Linked DNA regions of Mus musculus: regions 1, 2 and 4 are each linked to region 3. A link is a contact called in public promoter capture Hi-C data. All regions are on one chromosome and are shown on one strand. Each heading gives the region's core, a stretch centred on a gene start, on an enhancer-like site or on the middle of the called end of the contact. The rest is flanking DNA. Distances are from core to core; before and after follow the strand shown.

Region 1 (2,962 bases), core at 345-2,844, 390 kb after region 3:
AGAGTATGGTAATTGAACACTACCGTTTGGTCAAATTCACATTAAAATGGGCCACAACAGTTGAATAAATTTTAATGTAAAATTTCTGGATTTTCTGAGTTCGAGGCCAGCCTGGTCTACAGAGTGAGTTCCAGGACAGACAGAGAAATCCTGTCTCAAAAGACTCAACCAAAACAAACAAAAACCAAAAAACCCTAATTTGCAGGCCTGGTTCTATTCATACTTCTGTAATACACTAGCTGTAAAAATGTGAGAATAACACAGTTACTATCTCATAGAGTGTGTGTGTTGGCTAAGTAATATGTTTTAGTTTCCGTTTTTTTTCTTTTTCCAAAAGATCAACTCACAGAGATTGCCAGCTCCGGGTGGGATTATAGGTATAGATCATCTCGACCCGCATGACTCATGGATGTTTTTAAAGTTATTTTAATTAAGGGGAGGCAGGGTTGTTCTTCCCTTTCCTAACCTCCAGGGCAAAGTAACTCACCATACAGCTTACCTACTACCCTGGGTTTCCTTTTTCATGCTTATATAAATTTGGTGGCACAGGTGCTTGTGCAGTTGGGCAGAGGTCACAGGTCAACTTCTGGGTACTTACTCGGTAGTTGTCCACCTTATTTTTCACAAGATCTTTGAGACCTGGAGCTGACAGGTTAGACTAGGTTGGCTGGCTAGCCAGCCTTGGGGAATCTGTTCCACAAATGGAGTTACAAGTGTGCACAACCATGCCAGACTTTTGGGGGCTGGGGATTGACAGAGAGGTTTAGGCATAAAATGCAGGTCCCCACGCTTGCAAGGCAAGCACACTTTACTGACTGAACAATCTCAACAGCCCTGGGTTTTCGTTGGTGCTAGTGCGTAAATAGTAGAGGCTTTCAAGGTTTTTTTTTTTTTTCCTTGAATGCTACATTTATACAACGGCCCAAGTTTCGTAGCAAAATGATTTTTTAAATTATTCGTATTGCGACTATTTCTTTACTTCTGTATACGTATGTGAGCATTCAAGCGCAGGCCAAAGAAAAACCTGCTGGACTTGGCGCTCCCCTCCCACCACGTGGGTTTGGAACTCATTCGTCTACTTAGCGACAAGCGCATTTACCCGTCAGCCACTTCACCAGGTTTTTTTTTTTTTTTTTTCAATTGTGGTCCCTGTGCAAAGTAGGCTCCCAAGTACACGGTATAAAACCGCCGCAAAAGGGGTGTGTGTCCTACGGAGCGGCAAACAGGAAGATCAGCGGCGGGTGGACAGAGATGCCTCCGCTCCTGGTGAGCAGTCACGGGGTAAACCGGCGGCCCGGGGTCCTTCCGGAGCACGCCCAAGACAACGTCAGGCGGAGACCAGCCCAGGAGAGGCCAGGTCGCTGCCGCCTCGCCACGGAGCCCTGGGCCTCGTCGTCAGCTCCCATCGAGCTCCGGCTCTCCGCGGTGTCAGCCCGCTGCAGCAGAACAAACGCCCAGAACCGAAGGCCGGAGCCCAGACGCCGCAGCAGCCCAGCCTGCGTTGTAACCCGGTCCCCATAGCAACCAACTACCGCAGACTACTCTCGCAAGCGCTGTTCTGCTTGTGACCCGGACCGGCTTCTCTTCCGCTTCCGGTCCCACAATCCTCTGTCGGCCTAGAAGAGCTTTGCATTGTGGGAGCTCCTTCCTTTCTCGCTCCCCGGCCATCTTGGCGGCTGGTGTTGGTGAGTGAGCTCTGCGGGGTAAACGATTAGGCGGCTCGGGGAGCTCCGCTAGCTGGTGTTTGACGCTCTGGATTATAATCCTCTCTTCTGTCCTCTGTGTATGCTAGGTTGGGGGTTGTCCCGCACCTAAGGCAGGAAGATGGTGGCCGCAAAGAAGACGGTGAGTGAAGCCGATCGGGCCCGGAAGCCGGTTCACGTGGAGAGCTGGGTCGGGCCGGGGCGGATAGATTTGAGCACACTGGGTGGACGACTTGTCGCTGACGTTTCAGGGTCTCAAAGTGAATCCGAGAGGCTCTTTGTATGGTCTCAGACATCATGAAAGGGTTCAGTTCCAGAAATCTGGAACTGAGTTTGGTTTTAGATGACTGCAAGTGGTGTTCAAGTCTCAAACGTTTGCATTGTAGAAAAAGTCTCTGGAGTCGATCAACTCTAGGCTCCAACTTGTTATGAAAAGTGGGAAGTACGTGCTGGGCTACAAGCAGACTCTGAAGATGATCAGACAAGGCAAAGCGAAGTTGGTTATCCTTGCCAACAACTGTCCAGCTTTGAGGTAATGGAGGGAACCTGGATGTGTGCAGCCTATTGTAAATTCACTGTGCAGTATCCAGCATTGGGAAGAAGAATAATGATGGTTGCTTTCTGATGTTTGGACCTTGCTTTGTGTGTGTTTTTTGTAAATGTACCTTTGAGGCACGTTGTGTGACAGGAGGTATACAAATGATACACGCAGACTGGGGGAAGCCCGATCCCGAATTTTTCAAGGTTTGAAGTGTTAACACTCCGCTTCATGTGCCTGTTTTAGTTTAGAAAAATTCTGGCTGGATTATGGAGGTGATGGTATCATGAAATCACCTATTTGGCAGGGTCCAATTTTCTGAACACGTTCATTCTTGATTAACTATTTTAACTCGAACCTAACAAGTATTTTAAGTAAGCTGAAGAAGCTTGTGTAGTATACGCTCCTTGATTTTTCTATGGCAATTGTACACCTCTTCAGCCTTTTATGTAGGTGTCTATACTTAGTGGCAGAGTTTGGAATGTTTGGTCTTATTTTAAACCTTTGCCAGTCGATTCATAGTGGCAGCGTAGACATTCATTACTAAATTACAAGCTCAGACTCAGTGGGTCCAGGCTGGAGCTTCAAGTTCATTTCTCATAAGCACTTTGGAGCACTGTTGGTATGTGGGGCCACATTCTAAGCTCAAGGTTCTGTGGAACTTTCAAATCTTAACAATTTGTATCCTTTAACTTGGCACTGAAGTATTTATTTTTTGGGT
Region 2 (2,885 bases), core at 278-2,777, 490 kb before region 3:
AACATGCCCACATGTATTTTGGTACATGCATATATGAATGCATATACATTTATGTTCATGTGCAAGTAGAGGCCAGAGATTTATAGCAGGGTTTCTCACTCAACCTGGAGTTTGCAGATTTATTTAGTCTCACTGGCCAGCTTGGCCGCAGCATTCTTTACCCCCACTTCCCAGGACTGCTGGGATTATGAGGGGGCTGCCACTCCTGCCAGCCTTGTTACATGGGTACTGCAGATCTAAACTCCATCTCTCACACTGTGCAGCCAAACAGGCTACCCACTGAGCAGTTTCCCTAGTTCCAATGAGCTATTTTTGGATATCTAAATTTTACTTGCTTTTAAACTTTATAATATGTTTTTTACTTAACTTTATAAGGGATTTGCATGAATTCATACTGGATTGTACATGTTGGGTTCTGTCATTTAGTGATACCATTCAAGGCACACAAAGACACTGACTGCTGACTGTGCGGAGCTTCCGTCCTTTAGGGAGAGTGGGGCTCGAGCACACACTCCTCTTACACACCTGGAACACGATGAATGAATGCACTAGGGAGAAGAGCACAGGGCATTAGAGAATTTAGTGGTGGGAGAGATTAGAGAACTTTAAAGATGTAGCATTTAAGTCAGGCGTTGAGGAGTGAATAGAATTTGCAAAGAGATGAGGAAGACATAAATCTCATTTACTATCATGTGTTTATCACACCCACTAAAGTTCAAGCATGTAGGGTACTGTGTTCATTACCTCACTTGCTGGTGTGATACATTACCTCTCAACGACTCTCAGGTTCAGAAGGAAGGTCCATCAGGGCCAGGAAGCTGTAACAGAGGTCCTGGCAGCACGCACACACAGCTGCCACTCCTCACGTCTGGAGGCCAGGAAATACTGACGCTCCCCTTTCCCTTGTGCGCAGTCTAGAACCCCAGCCACCTCCACTCAGTCATTGTAAGTCTCAGATAAACTTCTCCAGAAATGCCGTCATAGACATACCCAGAGGTCTGTCTCCTAGGTGACAGTAAGCTCAGGAAGTCCACAGTGAAGATTAATTCCCTACAGGAATAATGCTACATCTATTAAAAAGATGTATAAATATATTCTCTTCACTTATGAAATTGGAATCTATAAGGAGACATATCCAAATGCTAAGCAAAGAGCTGCATTCCAAATTTATGAAACTAACAGAACAAAGAGCAGAAGTAGCCTCTGGAGAGTGGTGTTTGCTTACTGTGGAGGACATTCTGACGGTGGTGGACTCGATTTTTTAATCAGAGTCTTTGCAACATTTTAATCAGTCATTTTCTTCATGATATCCTTATCGAAGTAAGGTGGCTATTGGCTAATTTGAAAAGAATGAGATGGGGAAACTTCAACTTAAAATGTACTGTTCAAGTGGTAAATATATAAAAGAATATATTTCTAGCCCTATGTGACGGTCTGAATGAAAATGGCTCTCATATGCCCACAGGAAGTGGCACTGTTAGGAGGCGTGGCCCTGTGGACGTAAGTGTTGCCCTATTGGAGGAAGTGCTTCACTAAGGGGTGGGCTTGGAGGCCTCAGAAGCTGAAGTCAGACCTAGTGGCTCACTGCCTCTTCCTGTCTCTCAGCCCCTCTCTAGCACCATGTCTACCTGCAGGCTGCCATGCTTCCTGACATGATGACAATGGACTGAACCTCTGAAACTGTAAGCCAGCCCCAATTAAATGTTTTTCTTCATAAGAGTTGCTGTGATCGCGGTGTCTCTTCACAGCAATAAAACTCAAACTAAGACACCAAATCTGGCGGCTGTGCCCTGGCGCTGTCCTATACTTCAGATATAAACTAGAGCTGTGAGTGAGCCTTATGTTGCTGCTAGTAAAACAAACAAGGTATCTGCTTCAGACAGTTCACTGCGGATCTTGGTGAGGTTCATAAATAATGCTACACAAATTTAAGGTCATTTGCTAAATAGATTTAGTTTCCAATGTAATTTTCCTAAGCTATTTAACCTAATCTAACCTTACCAAAGAGAAAGACCTATTTAACCTAGCTTTACTTTATCCTTGTTTGGGGGACAGGATCAGTAGACTTCCACTACCAGACACATGTATACCGGGTTGAAGCTTTGTGTTTAGCAGAGCCTGGGAAGATGCCTAACTCGTTAACATCTGCTTGAACCATAGCCATTGACCCACCCACAAAAAAAAAAAAAAAAAAAAAAAAAAAAAAAAAAAACCCTAATCATACAGATCTTAAGTTTAATGTTTTGAGGTCCTGACGTGGTTAATTTTGGCCAGAACAACATTATCTCCAAATCATGCTGCAATAGGGCCACTGGGAATTTTCTTTGAAATGGAAGCTATGCTAGGGAATTATGCACGTACACATTAGAGTAAACATTAACAGATGACAGGTTTCTTCATGTCCCATGAATTCTGTCATTTATAATCACTGCCAAATAATTGTTCAAAATGACACAAATCACTTTGAAAACCGAACTCTGGCTCTGTTTGCTTTAATGGGAAACCTATCCCTCTGAGGCTAGACCACATATAACTGAGGCGGACCCATGATTTACACAGGACTGGGGGCTCTATACTGGCCACAAGACATCAGATTTGGAGATTTCTTCTAATCTCTGATCAGAGTTTACACACTAGTCTCCATTAGAATTTGGCCCTGCATTTAAGCATGGCAATAAATTAAATAATTCATTTCATCTTTGCATTATTTCTCTAACAGTAGATTAGCAAATGATTCAACGAAACCCCAATCATATAATTTTGATAGTCTGATAAAGGCTATTATTATAAACAGTATTGTTATAAATGTTTTGAAAGTTTATTTATAAATTGGATTGACTTTGCCTGGTTCCTAGGTTACTGACATGTGATCTCTCAGCAGTAAA
Region 3 (3,082 bases), core at 95-2,594:
AACTCACGCTGAACGTCATCGTAGTCATCGCAGAGTTCCAGAATGGCCTCTCGCGAGTGGCAGAGGAGCAGACGGCCCAGGCGTGTCTCAGGGAAGCGCAGCAGCGTATGGGAACGCAGCCGTCTCTTGAAGCCACCCACATTGATGCGGATCTCTCCATCCTCGACGTCGGTATCGGACACATCCCACAGGCTCTGGCGGGTCATGCTGGAGATGCCCAGGCGCCCGCGCCGCGCGGGGGCGCTACACCTGAAAGCAGAGGGAACAGCATCTATGTGAGCGCCGGCACTCCCCACCCCAAGTCTTTCTCTTGTTTTCTCTTCACCCTCATCTGACTGGCCTCTCCAGCAGGGTCTCTAGGTGAGGTCCAGCACTGGGGTGCAGGAATGGGTCTATGGGAGTTGACTCCCTTCCCAAGGCAAGACAAGGGTGTATGTTTCCACGAGTACACCCGGGCCTCCACCTCCTCCAGGGAGTGGCGCCTGTCGGCTCTGAAAGCCCAAGGGGGCTGTGTGCTGACCTTGCCTGTGAGCAGACCAAGGAGACGCCCCCGCCCTCTCGCCGCAGACAGGCGGGACCCAAGCTGAGATGCGCACTGGCAGGGCTGGGCCAAGAAGGGGGCGCGGAGATTTGGGAGGAGGCAAGGAAATTCACCGCTCTAATCTGTAAATCTGGGCCGAGGGCTAAAAGGGTCAACTCAGCGTCCCAGATCTCCAGCCTTCAAGGACCGATTCCATTCCCAGCCCCCTTCCTACCACCACCCCCGCGCCCTTCTGGCGCCGTGCTCCCCGGCCGCGTGCGCTGCGCCTTCCCGGAGCTCGCCTTGCGCGTTCTAAAAGCGCTTACCTGGGTGCACGGGAGCCCGCGGCAGAGGCCGGCGGGAAACTTCCCCGACCTGCTGGCAAGCATCACCGCGGTGGACGCCGTTGGCTGGCTGCGCGAGTGCGCGCGGGTGCGAGGATGTAGATGTGAGTGCTTGTCTGTGTGCCCCGCCACCGGGCAGGCGGGGTCCACCGTGCGCCTCCTTCAGTCTCCGGCCGCACACACCACCGCCCACATCCGCGAGAGGCTCACAGGTGGCTGCGTGGCCCCGACGCTCGTGGAGCCCCCCTCTTCCGATCTGCGCGCCCCTCACCCACCACGAGAGGCAGGAGCCCACGCCGCAGGCGCCCGTGGAGCGGGGGCGGGAACCGAGCCGGTGCGCCTTGCAGAGGGCCTTGAGCCTGGTGCTGCGCGGTGGTGCTGAACGGACAGCTCCGAGCGCGCCAGCCCGGGGCACAGTCGCCGCCCAGACTCTTGAGACGTTCCGGAGCATCATTCTGTTCTTCGGGCGCCCCCCAGCTTTGCACGGAGCTGACACCTTTTCCCCCTCCCTCGGCATCCTCCAGGGACAGCTGTTATTGTCAGCACCCCCAGGGCTCAGACAGAGGGTTGCCTACAGTGACTTTCCTCCCTCGCCGGGTCTGTAGGAAACAGACTGGAGAATGAAGGATGGCTTTTATGTATAGGGCGGATAGGGCAGCAACGGAATGATCTACCGGCTTCGGCTTCCTCTTTTAGAAACCTGAAGAAAAGTTTCCTATACCTGGAAATGGGGTTATCGGAAAATGGGAGCTGTCAGAGAAGACTGAGGTTGAGCTGTGGCAGGGATATGGGTGGGGCAGGAGCTTGGGTGTGTGCACAGGTCCTGTTGGCATGGGGAGGAGTAATGGAGTTCTGTTTGAGAACTCTGCATGATACCGTGTATGTACAAGCCAGTGTGAGCTTCAGAGGAGTACTTGGAGTTCTGTGCGTGTGTGCAATCTGAGGAGTAGGACTACCCAAAATCTGTGTAAAGTATTGACAAATATGTCTTCTGATGGATGCGAAGATGCATACAGTGTGCCATGTATGAGGATCTGGACATGCATTAGTGTGGTATGTGCATACAGTGTGAGAAACTGTGTGCTGTATAAACACTGACTTCAGCACAGAATTCCCAATCATAAGACATAGGGCCCTCATATTGGCCAAGCCAAGAAATAGACCCTTATTCCTTGGTATCCCCCTGGTCTCTGAGCAAATACATGGTCCTCATTTTCAGACTGTGGCATGCATTGTTAGCAGAGAGCTGGTGTCCTCATGTCTTGGTCAGAAGTAATAGGACAGTTCTTATAAGGTGGCTCCAGACTCAGGAAAAACAGTGCAACCACGAGAAACACATTCTTCATATGTGGCTCTAAGGGTGCCACCTGAATTGAGAGGTGTTCTGGCTCTAGATTGTTTGATGGGTTGGAGCTGAACTCCGGTCAGAGCATTTGTCTGGTATGTACAAGGCCCTAGGTATTGATCCCCAGAACTATGCAAACAGTGCAAAAGACTAGCCTGCTTTAAGCTCCCTCAGAGGGTCTGAAAAGAATCCTTGATCTAGTTTTGTGTTGGATCAGTGGATCCAAGTATGAGTCTTTGTATCAGCCACTCACCTTTGAGCATATATGATGTGTGCATTGGTTACATGTGTCCTCACTAAAAGGACGCTACACCCATGTCTCTGAAGCTTCTGTGAGTGTGGGTCTTCCTGCAAAAGCAGTTCCATATGGGAAGAAGAATAATGTGGTGTGGTTCATGTGAGCTTCCGTTCTTTGATGTTTGATGCTAGTAGTGGCAACAGTGGTGGTGGCGGTGGTGCTGGTGTGTGTGTGTGTGTGTGTGTGTGTGTGTGTGTAGGGAGTGATCTGCCAGTTGGTATCTGCCATCTTCATGCATTTATCACTGTGCTTTATTCATGTCACCCTATCTACTACTGCCTTGCTGCCCTCTTTCCTCTCCCAATCCATCCCCCTATCCCTGTCTTATTTTTTTGATACAGGCTCTCTCTGTGTAGCTCTGACTGCCCTGGAGCTTACTATATAGACCTGGCTGACCTTGAACTCACCGTCTGCCTGCCTCTGTGTTCTGAGTGATGGGATGGGATCATACGTGTATGCCACCTCTCCTGACCCCAACCATCTATTTCTATGGGAGTCTGCTTATCATAGTCTCACCTTATCCTCTGTGTAGTCTGGTTGGATCTATCATTTGAAATCTGGAGCTCCCCCACACC
Region 4 (3,056 bases), core at 32-2,531, 320 kb before region 3:
AACCATTTGTAGTGGGATCTGATGCCGTCTTCTGGTATGTCTGAGGAAAATTACAGCATACTCATATATATAAAGGCTGGCATTACTGTGTGTGTGCATGATGAGGGTGTGGAAGTGTGTGCATGTGTGAGAGAGATGTGGCAAGGGTGTGTGTGTGTGTAAGCCAAGGACAACTTTGTAAAGTCTGTTCTCTCTTTACACTTGTAGACTCATCAGGATTGTGTGGCAAGTGCCTTTGCTTACAGAACCCCCTCATGGCCCAGTATTGACATTTTAATCACTTAGTTTTTGTTATTGTTCCTATTGTCCTGAGTAGATGAAATAGATATCAAGGTGTGTGTCTTATTTAGTTTCAGTTGATACTCATTTTGACTAATATTGACTTCATACACATGGCTCCAACCTCTAAGAAAACTTTGCCCAATTCGTTTTAAAGAATATTCTAGAAAAAAAAATAAGCAAACTCATTTGTATAGTTGTGAGAAGATGTGTGTGTGTATTTTATGGTTAAATAGTAGACAAATGAATGTGTAAGGGGTCAAGTTCAATGGGGGTTAGGGCTGTCGGGGTCGGGGACCCAAGAAAAAAAGAAAGATATTCCTTTAGTATCTTTTTCCAAGCACTATAACTAGTCATGGGCTTTCCATGTTACCCAACAGGGCATCCAGCAAGACTCTGGTGTTCTAAATTTGTGCACCAAGAGATCACTGCAGTAAATATTTTCTGTCATTGGACTGTAATTATTATGCTTGTATACAATCAAAATCAACCAGAATTTCCAGAAGTATCCCAACTACTATAGTTACAAATGCCAATTGGCTTGGGGGGCAGGGGAACGTAGCTAATAATAACTAATAATTATAAACAGGACAAGAGAGGGAAGTGAGGGCAGTTTTACTTCAAACAGATTTACAAGATGATTGGCATGTATTCTTGGGGAATCCTGAGAAATGAGTCAAATCTCTAGTGGACTAGCACCCCTCCACCAGCACAGTAGCTTTTGGGTTGCCAAAGTCTCACTCTGGTAGCAAGACATCTTCTTTCTGAGCTGGGCACTCCTTTTGGTGGCCTTTCTCCACTACTCTCACCAGCGCTTGGACCCGCCCACCCTTCCCGGGCTGCGCTCCGCCCACCCTCCCTAGCCCTGCTAAGGCCCGCCCGCCTTCCAGGGCGCATCCTGTTCACTATCCCTGGCTGAGCTAGGGCCCGCCCACTCTTCTGGACCGCGCTAGGTTCCGCCCACTTTCCCGGGACACGCTCCGCCCACCCTCCCTGTCCGCGCTCCGTCCCGCCCACCCTCGCTGCGCCGGCCTCTTCCCACCAGCTCGGAGCTGCAGGCCACGGCCGAGGGGCGGGGCGGGGCGGCCGGGAGGAACCGCGTTGAGGAGCGGGAGGGAGATCCGCCGCGGAGTTACGTGAAAGTTGGTTCGAGTTTCCCGGTGTGATCCCTTGCGTTCGGCCGGCTGCTCCCGGGCTCCTTTCCTCCCTACGGCCTTCACGGTCCATTCGGCCCTTCTTTCTGCCACCGGCCGCCATGGAGCAGCCGCCGGCGTCCAAGAGGTAACGACGGCGGGAGCGGGATGAGGACGGAAGCAGCGGCGCGGGGCGGGGGCTACTAGGCCCGGCCTGCCGCCGCGACCCTGTCCCCGCCTGCTCGGCGCTGAGCGCAGCCTGGTCCAGGCGCCCACCGTTCGGCTCCGTCCCTCTGCGAGGCCAGGGACCCAGAGGGGACGCCGAGTCTCCGTGCCGACGTCTTGAGGGCCTGGTGCGCCGCAAATTGAGTGGCCCTCGCTGGGTTCCCGGCCCTTCTGGTGGCTAGGAGGGTTTGAGTAGTAAATTCCAGAAACCTGGAGATAAGGACATCAATGCACGCTTCTCTTATTCTCTCTCTCTCTCTCTCTCTCTCTCTCTCTCACACTCTCTCTCTCTCTCTCTCTCTCTCTCTCTCTCTCGATCAAGTCTTCTTAATAATATAACCATTCACTTTGTGAAGACAGATCGCTTATTTACAGTTTAAGGAATTAAGTATATTAATAGCCACGCAGAATGTAAAACATTATGGATGTGCAGCAATGACAGGTGTTTCCCCCCTCCCCCCAAAGTTCTAAAGAATTTATGGATCCAAGATAGATGGAATGTTAACTTAGAACCTCTCCCCCATATAGTTTTGCACATAAAAACAGTGATACTTTGGTATGCTATATATTGTTTATGTTTAATCATGGACATATTGGATGCATCTGTGTACAATATGTTTGAACTAATCATTTCAATCATCTTAGGAAACTAAATGTCCATTGATAAACGTTCATAATGTCTTCTCCCTGTTCTCCATGAATGAATAAAATAATTGTTTGACGCTGGGTAAAACATTTAACCTCACTTTCATTTATAATTTACAAAACTGTCTAAGAGAGTGCTATAGTGAAGATTAAAGTCTTCATGTGCTCTAATATCTAGAGATATTTAGATGTAAGGTGTTAGACTCATGAGGTGGAATCGTTAAAAAGGTAGGCACTTTGAGAACCGTTGTGAATTGTGTGATTAGACATGTGAGCCTTGGTTTCTGGAAACCATCTGTTCAGATGCAAAAAAGGGGAGGATGTGGACAGTTTCCCAGAAGGGACAGGCTATCCTTCTGGGCCCTGGAAGCAAGTCAGTTGTTAGATTCTAGCATGTTATTGGTGTCTTTCCTCTGGTAGTCCCTGGATACTCGCCTTCCCCACAATAACAGAAGAAAACCTGAAACTTTTTTTTCTTTCTGTTTTGGAAGGGCAGTAAAGGGGAGATCTTTGAGACTATGGCATAGGCCAGCTGGAATGACTGAATTGAAATAAAAGATCTGTGCTGGTTGGCTGTACTGTAAATTATCAGTTTCATTATAGCTGTAAGAAAATGCCTGCACTTGACATTAGTGAACCTGGACAATCAGAAGTTGTGGGTGACAATTCCATCGTGACTTATACTTTACAAAGCCATGCTTGCACATAAAACTTTACATTTTAAATTTCCATTTCTTCAAAGACTCATTTTAATCTAGAAATGCAATTCTTTTA

What was found. Promoter capture Hi-C pulls out the DNA fragments that hold promoters and counts their contacts.
Region 1: a promoter capture Hi-C map of hippocampal neurons shows a contact between it and region 3, with 4 times the contacts expected there. The contact joins the promoter of Rpl30 here to the promoter of Kcns2 in region 3. A contact is called at or near these places in 5 of 39 promoter capture datasets (embryonic stem cells, hippocampal neurons, liver and 1 more), 1 of 484 Hi-C or Micro-C datasets (ventral hippocampal neurons) and 1 of 9 other capture datasets (pancreatic islet).
Region 2: a contact with region 3 is called in a promoter capture Hi-C map of stem cell-derived epiblast-like cells, with 5 times the contacts expected there. The contact joins the promoter of BC048602 here to the promoter of Kcns2 in region 3. A contact is called at or near these places in 13 of 39 promoter capture datasets (the 3T3-L1 cell line, the C10 cell line, the SN4741 cell line and 8 more), 1 of 484 Hi-C or Micro-C datasets (embryonic stem cells) and 1 of 115 datasets of contacts at active chromatin or transcription factors (embryonic stem cells).
Region 4: a contact with region 3 is called in a promoter capture Hi-C map of pre-B cells, with 5 times the contacts expected there. The contact joins the promoter of Stk3 here to the promoter of Kcns2 in region 3. A contact is called at or near these places in 5 of 39 promoter capture datasets (the 3T3-L1 cell line, hippocampal neurons, liver and 2 more) and 2 of 9 other capture datasets (adipose tissue and liver).

Annotation. Positions count from the first base shown.
Region 1 is chr15:34,441,908-34,444,869 of GRCm38.p6, reverse strand. It overlaps Rpl30 (ribosomal protein L30), which reads left to right and starts at 1,594. Exons shown (of 5, transcript NM_001163485.1): 1 at 1,594-1,685; 2 at 1,793-1,845; 3 at 2,090-2,235. The coding sequence starts at 1,825.
Region 2 is chr15:35,327,177-35,330,061 of GRCm38.p6, reverse strand. BC048602 (cDNA sequence BC048602) reads left to right here and starts at 1,527. Exons shown (of 3, transcript NR_045280.1): 1 at 1,527-1,682. It overlaps Gm33584 (a long non-coding RNA gene), which reads right to left and starts at 1,072. Exons shown (of 3, transcript XR_383923.3): 1 at 770-1,072; 2 at 459-548.
Region 3 is chr15:34,835,617-34,838,698 of GRCm38.p6, reverse strand. It overlaps Kcns2 (K+ voltage-gated channel, subfamily S, 2), which reads right to left and starts at 1,344. Exons shown (of 2, transcript NM_181317.4): 1 at 847-1,344; 2 at 1-249. The coding sequence starts at 206. Gm32970 (a long non-coding RNA gene) reads left to right here and starts at 24. Exons shown (of 7, transcript XR_383919.3): 1 at 24-360.
Region 4 is chr15:35,154,031-35,157,086 of GRCm38.p6, reverse strand. It overlaps Stk3 (serine/threonine kinase 3), which reads left to right and starts at 1,281. Exons shown (of 11, transcript NM_019635.2): 1 at 1,281-1,560. The coding sequence starts at 1,535.